2 separate regions of the Mus musculus genome follow, and region 2 is linked to region 1. Evidence: chromatin contacts called from public Hi-C data. All regions are on one chromosome and are shown on one strand. Each heading gives the region's core, a stretch centred on a gene start, on an enhancer-like site or on the middle of the called end of the contact. The rest is flanking DNA. Distances are from core to core; before and after follow the strand shown. Region 1 overlaps Tpd52 (tumor protein D52). Region 2 overlaps Zbtb10 (zinc finger and BTB domain containing 10).

Region 1 (2,700 bases), core at 68-2,567:
CAAGCCGACTCTTCCGTGGTCCTGAACATACATGTCTTCTATAAACTCACTAATGGACTTAGTATGGAAGGACAATCTAGTTTGGGGGAGAAAATATATTGCTTTTTCATGCAAATCACAAAAGGTAAGAAATGAGACTACTACAAACAAGCCAACAAACATTTGTTCTTTGATTTTAATATTCTTTCCTAAAATCCAATGGAAGCTATTTTAAATGACAATGTGACTATTCAGGTTTTTCCACACCAGCCACCTTGAGGGGAAATTGGCAAGAGAGTCTCTGCTTGATCAAATGTTAGTCAGGCCCCTGAACCTTCTCTCAGGCCACCTTCGTACTTCTTGGTAAAGCCCAGTCTGAGCAAACAAACATACTAAGGCAGTTAAGCAGAGCCCCCTCCTTACTATCTGAGCCCTCCAGACCTTCAGGTCCCCATGTGATAGTCCATCTTCCTGCCTAAAGCATGCTGCACTGGAATCATTTGTATTCATTATGAACATATTCCATAGAAGCAAACAAGCAAAATTAAATCAACATCTAATGAGAACAGTGATTTCTAGTAGAAAACTAAGGTCCTCCAAGGTTGCATAGTTTAAAACTTGAAAGTCTTTTTGATTCTACACACTTGTGTGCTCCATTCAGTTTGTCTTAGAGAAATACCAACATGCACGCAGGGTAGAGCGCCAGGCCTAATGCTTGGTCCATGGAAGCTTTCTGTGTCTCTGGCTGGGAGTCGGCATCAGCAGGATTGAATGCAGGTGACTAACACTGGGCATCACTACCCCACCCCTCCTGGGCTTACTGCTAAGTTTAGCTACTTCCTTACTTATCTACTCAGCAGCAGTATTGAAGCTTCCGTCTTCAGTACTAACCAGGGGGCCCCTGCTGTGCTTAGCATGGAGCCATGGCCAGGGTACAGGGCTCATCTACAGAGTCCCTCCAGCAGCAGGGTAGTCAATAGCACGGGCTGGGGAGAACACGAAAGCTACACACTGCCCAACAGCCAGCTGGAGGCGTGGATGGCAGCGGAACCACCTCAGGATGGAGGGTGGCGGTGGCTGACCACATGGCACCACTGCAGTTTTCTGTGCCTCGTCTTGAGGTACAGCTACAAGGCTAGGTCATCACTGAACAGCAGTAGCACACCACCTTCAGACAGTTTGAAATCTGGAAACTGGACTTCAGTAGCATAGACAATCCCAGGTAATTTTACAGAGGCCCCATTTAAACAAGGTTCAACAGAGACACTGTGTGGGAGAATACACAGTGTTCCTAAATGGGAGTGTGGCACTGTGGGACCAGAAGCAGTGGCTGTGGAGAGCTGTCAAAGGCTGCCGTGCCCCCGTGATCAGCTCACTGAAAAGAAGAAAACCTTGGGGCAAAATGAACTCGGAACCTGTTCGAGGTGGCCAGGAACAACGGAAGCTAAGGAAATGACCCATTTCATTTGGCAGAAGATCCAGGATAGAGCAGAACTGAGTGACATTGGGGTCACTGAGGAAGAAAGGAGACAAAGCAGGAAGGGACATGGTAACAAGAGAAGATGAGGGGTGTGGATTCGTAGCATCCGTCAGTACCTCACTCAGGGAGAAGACAGACAGACAGACAGACAGACAGACACAGACACAGACACAGACACACACACACACACACACACACACACACTGGCAAAACACATTCACTGTTCCAAACAGCTCACTGCCCTCTTCCTAGAAACCTGCCTCATTAAATCTTTAATCTTCCAAGGGGGGTGAGCCATCTTTAAGTCTCCAGTTACTTCAGAGCATCTCCTCTTCCTCCCTCCAAACACCACAGACAAAACTGATACCTGAGACCATCTATTGAAGACACACAGGCTGTCAGGCCAGGGAGACACTTACGGTGTCTGGAGAGACGTCTCCTCTACCATTAAATTCCCTCTCCACGGATAGAGCTCTCTACAAGCCTACTCTAGTTTTCATTTGTAAATGACAGATAAGTTGTTCTTTAAGATCTTGCAATCTGGGCTGGTGAGATGGCTCAGTGGGTAAGAGCACCCGACTGTTCTTCCGAAGGTCCAGAGTTCAAATCCCAGCAACCACATGGTGGCTCACAACCATCCGTAACAAGATCTGACTCCCTCTTCTGGTGTGTCTGAAGACAGCTACAGTGTATTTACATATAATAAATAAATAAATTTAAAAAAAAAAAAAAAAAAAGATCTTGCAATCTGACTCGTGAGATAGCTCAGTGGGTAAGAGCACTGACTGCTCTTCTGAAGGTCATGAGTTCAAATCCCAGCAACCACAAGGTGGCTCACAACCACACGTAATGAGATCTGACGCCCTCTTCTGATGTGTCTGAAGACAACTACAGTGTACTTGTATAATAATAAATAGATAAATGGGCTGGAGCAAGCAGGGACTGAGCTAGTGGAGTTGACCAGAGCAAGCAGTGCTGACAAAATTCAATTCCCAACAACCACATGAAGGCTCACAATCATCTGTACAGCTACAGTGTACTCACATACATAAAATAAATAAATAAATATTAAAAAATAAAATAAAATATTAAAAAAAAGATCTCACAATCATAAAAAACCCTGTAAGAGTCAGCAAGCACTGAATTCCCTGAAAGGGAAAGGTTGACTCACAAGAAATCAAAGAGTAATGCAGAGTAAGACATGAGCTCTGAGCTGGGGAGCTGCAGCTGGACTTGTCACT
Region 2 (2,700 bases), core at 98-2,597, 310 kb after region 1:
CTATATTTATGGTGATAGTTGTTCATTATTATTTATTAAGAAATTAACACATCTATTTATTTGTGTGTGTGTGTGTGTGTGTGTGTGTGTTTGTGCTTTGCAACTTATGGAGAATTAGTTCTCTCCTTGCCATATAGCTCACAGGGACTGAACTCAGGTCATGTCTTTACCCACTGAGATATAGCTCACTTGCCATTAAAATAATATTTTATGACTGTTAGACATTTTTGATATCTCACTATTTTGACCTTGTTGTTATAAGTTTGTTAAAAGCAGAGTCTAAAGCCATGGGGTTTACTTTGGTTGAGGTGTGAGTTTTACGTGTAGCCCTGTCACTGGAGAGTCCCCAGTGTGCCTCTAATGATCTCTCTAACAGGAAATCACAAAAATCTCTAAAAACCCAAGCTCTTAAAGAAAATTAATTTTGAGAATAAAAAGTTTATTTTGTGTATTTTCAATTTTTTTCTTGAATGTGAATATACCTATTTTGTCATGGAGAAGCATTTCTGTTGTTAAGGCAGAGTCTGGCTATGTACCTCAGCTTAGCCCCTTGCTGCAGTTTCCCCAGTGCTGCTTTTACACATCTAGTCTGCATGTTGCACTGACTATAACTATACTATAACTATAACTATACTATAACCCAGTAGGGTGTTGGATTAATATGCAGTCTCCATTTATGGGACTTGGATTCAATTCCAGATATTTAGGTAAATCTTGGTTTTGTTTTTGTTTTTTTGTTTGTTTGGTTGTTTGTTTTGGTTTTTCGAGATGGGTTTTTCTGTGTAGCCCTGTGTCAGAATTTTTAAAAATAAATAAAAATGAAGGATTAAATCTTTCAGGCATCTTTATTGTAGAGTATGCTGTGAAAAGTAAGCCAGTTTTGTTTTGTTTTTTAAAATCACTTTTATTAGAAGCATGGCTTACTGCTTACTTTAAAAATTGGGCCATGAAATCTTACTGAACATACTTTTTTTTTTTTAAGATTTATTTATATACTACTGAATATTTGGTTTCTGGCAGCAATATATTAGTTGGCCAGGTTGTTTTAAATTTCTCTCTCTTTGAATTTTTGTTTTGTATGTTATGTTTTGTATGAATTTTTGTTTTGTATGTATGGTCACTACGTGTATGGTTGGTGCCGTGGGAGCTAGAAGAGGAGGCCGGGATGGTGCTGGGGATTAATTAGATCCAGGCCCTGGAAGATAAGCTGGCGCTCTTAAACCCTGAGTGTGTGTGTAGACAATGTGCCTTTCTTGTTTTTTTGTTTTTAATAAGGTGGGGCTTGCTTGCTTGCTTGCTTGGTTCCTGCTTTGCTGACTATGCTTCGCTGGCTGGCCAGAAAGTGTCAGGGGTCTGCCTATAGAGAAAGCCCAGCATTGGCGCTTATAAGGGTGACACAAACAATTGGTAACTGAGCTAATCACTCTCTAACCACAGCAGTTTGAAAATTTTTATTCTTAAAGCTGTACTCTTTGAAAAAGGTTATAATATAACAAATGATATTTTCCCCTTTTCACATCATAAGAAATCTAGAAACAAAAATTGTAAATCTCAAGATAACAAACAATCACATTAAAAGAACTGAGGTATGCTCAGACTTAAGACTACTAATCTTTGTATGTCAAAGGCTAAGCTGTGATCTTTGTTTTATGACTTGGCAAAGGAGTATTTGATCTCTAATTAGATTTGAGTTATGGAGTGTACTGACTAGGTCTATTGGCATAAATATGTCTTTGAATGGTGAGGAAAAGAAACTATGATGTCTAGTATAAGCAAGACAGGGCAGTTGCAGTCTGTCACTTGAATCAGTGAGTTTGAGTGGAAAACAAGTTTCTAGGGTGCTACAGGAACTAGTATTTGCATTTGGGTTGTAAATGAAATTACTGAATGGGAAAGACTAAAGAGAAAAAGATACCTATGCCTGTTTATGAAGAGGGCCTGCTTTTAGTTCTGCAACTATCTGCAGACATTTTTATATGCTATGATAATTTATGAATGCTGTGTTTATATGAAAATGAAATTTGTGTAGATCATTTATCTCGAGTTTTATATGAGTTTCAGCTATTTTTGTTTTTTTCCTGCCATCAATTCACATGTCATTCACATGAGTATTGGGATCCTGAAGAAGCCAGGCTAGCCTGCGCTGCACTTAGAAATGGCGAATGCTGAGGACCCTAAGCAAAGCCAGCGGACTCCACCCCAGACAGTGTCACACACAGGCTCTAGAATGATTCCTAGCCCCCCTTTTCTGTGCTGTTACCTTGGTACTAAGATTACCCTCATTTGATGGTAGTACCTTGTTCCATGTGTTTTATAACTTGAAACACTATACTTTATAGTATTTCATTTATTTCATTTTACTTATGGTTTCACACTGCAGTTTTGTGTAAATATTTTAAAGACAGTTTTAATAAAATGCCCAGACTCGCCTTGGACTTGACCATCTTCCCACAGAGTTTCCTGATTGGCTGGGATCATGAACGTGTGCCGTGTTTCACAGCAGGGGCAGGGGAACATGGATCATTTGGGGGCAAGGAGATTACTTGTTGGAATTAATCATCTCCTTAGAGGCAGATTTGGGGTCCTCATAGGCTTAGGGGGAAACCTGTCCCACAGGATACCCCTTCACCTCTTTTGGGGGGGGTCCGTGAAGCAGGCAGCAACTTACGTAGCTTAGTTGACCTCAACTTGATTCTTGCA

The links. A called contact is a pair of places that touch in the nucleus more often than the background predicts.
Region 2: a Hi-C map of B cells shows a contact between it and region 1, with 2.5 times the contacts expected there. The contact joins two enhancer-like sites. A contact is called at or near these places in 19 of 484 Hi-C or Micro-C datasets (B cells, bone marrow-derived dendritic cells, cardiomyocytes and 12 more), 2 of 115 datasets of contacts at active chromatin or transcription factors (forebrain and large pre-B cells) and 1 of 9 other capture datasets (embryonic stem cells).

What each region holds. Positions count from the first base shown.
Region 1 is chr3:8,958,259-8,960,958 of GRCm38.p6, forward strand. The region is part of intron 1 of Tpd52 (tumor protein D52); the gene reads right to left. Among named protein-coding and RNA genes, the nearest start is that of Tpd52, 4.5 kb to the right of the region's middle. Within about 2 kb of position 1,318, at least 25 of the 459 cell types and tissues checked have an H3K27ac peak or open chromatin away from gene starts, as enhancers often do. A contact at or near this core is called in B cells, where this site is marked.
Region 2 is chr3:9,270,659-9,273,358 of GRCm38.p6, forward strand. The region is part of intron 2 of Zbtb10 (zinc finger and BTB domain containing 10); the gene reads left to right. Among named protein-coding and RNA genes, the nearest start is that of Zbtb10, 21 kb to the left of the region's middle. Within about 2 kb of position 1,348, at least 2 of the 459 cell types and tissues checked have an H3K27ac peak or open chromatin away from gene starts, as enhancers often do. A contact at or near this core is called in B cells, where this site is marked.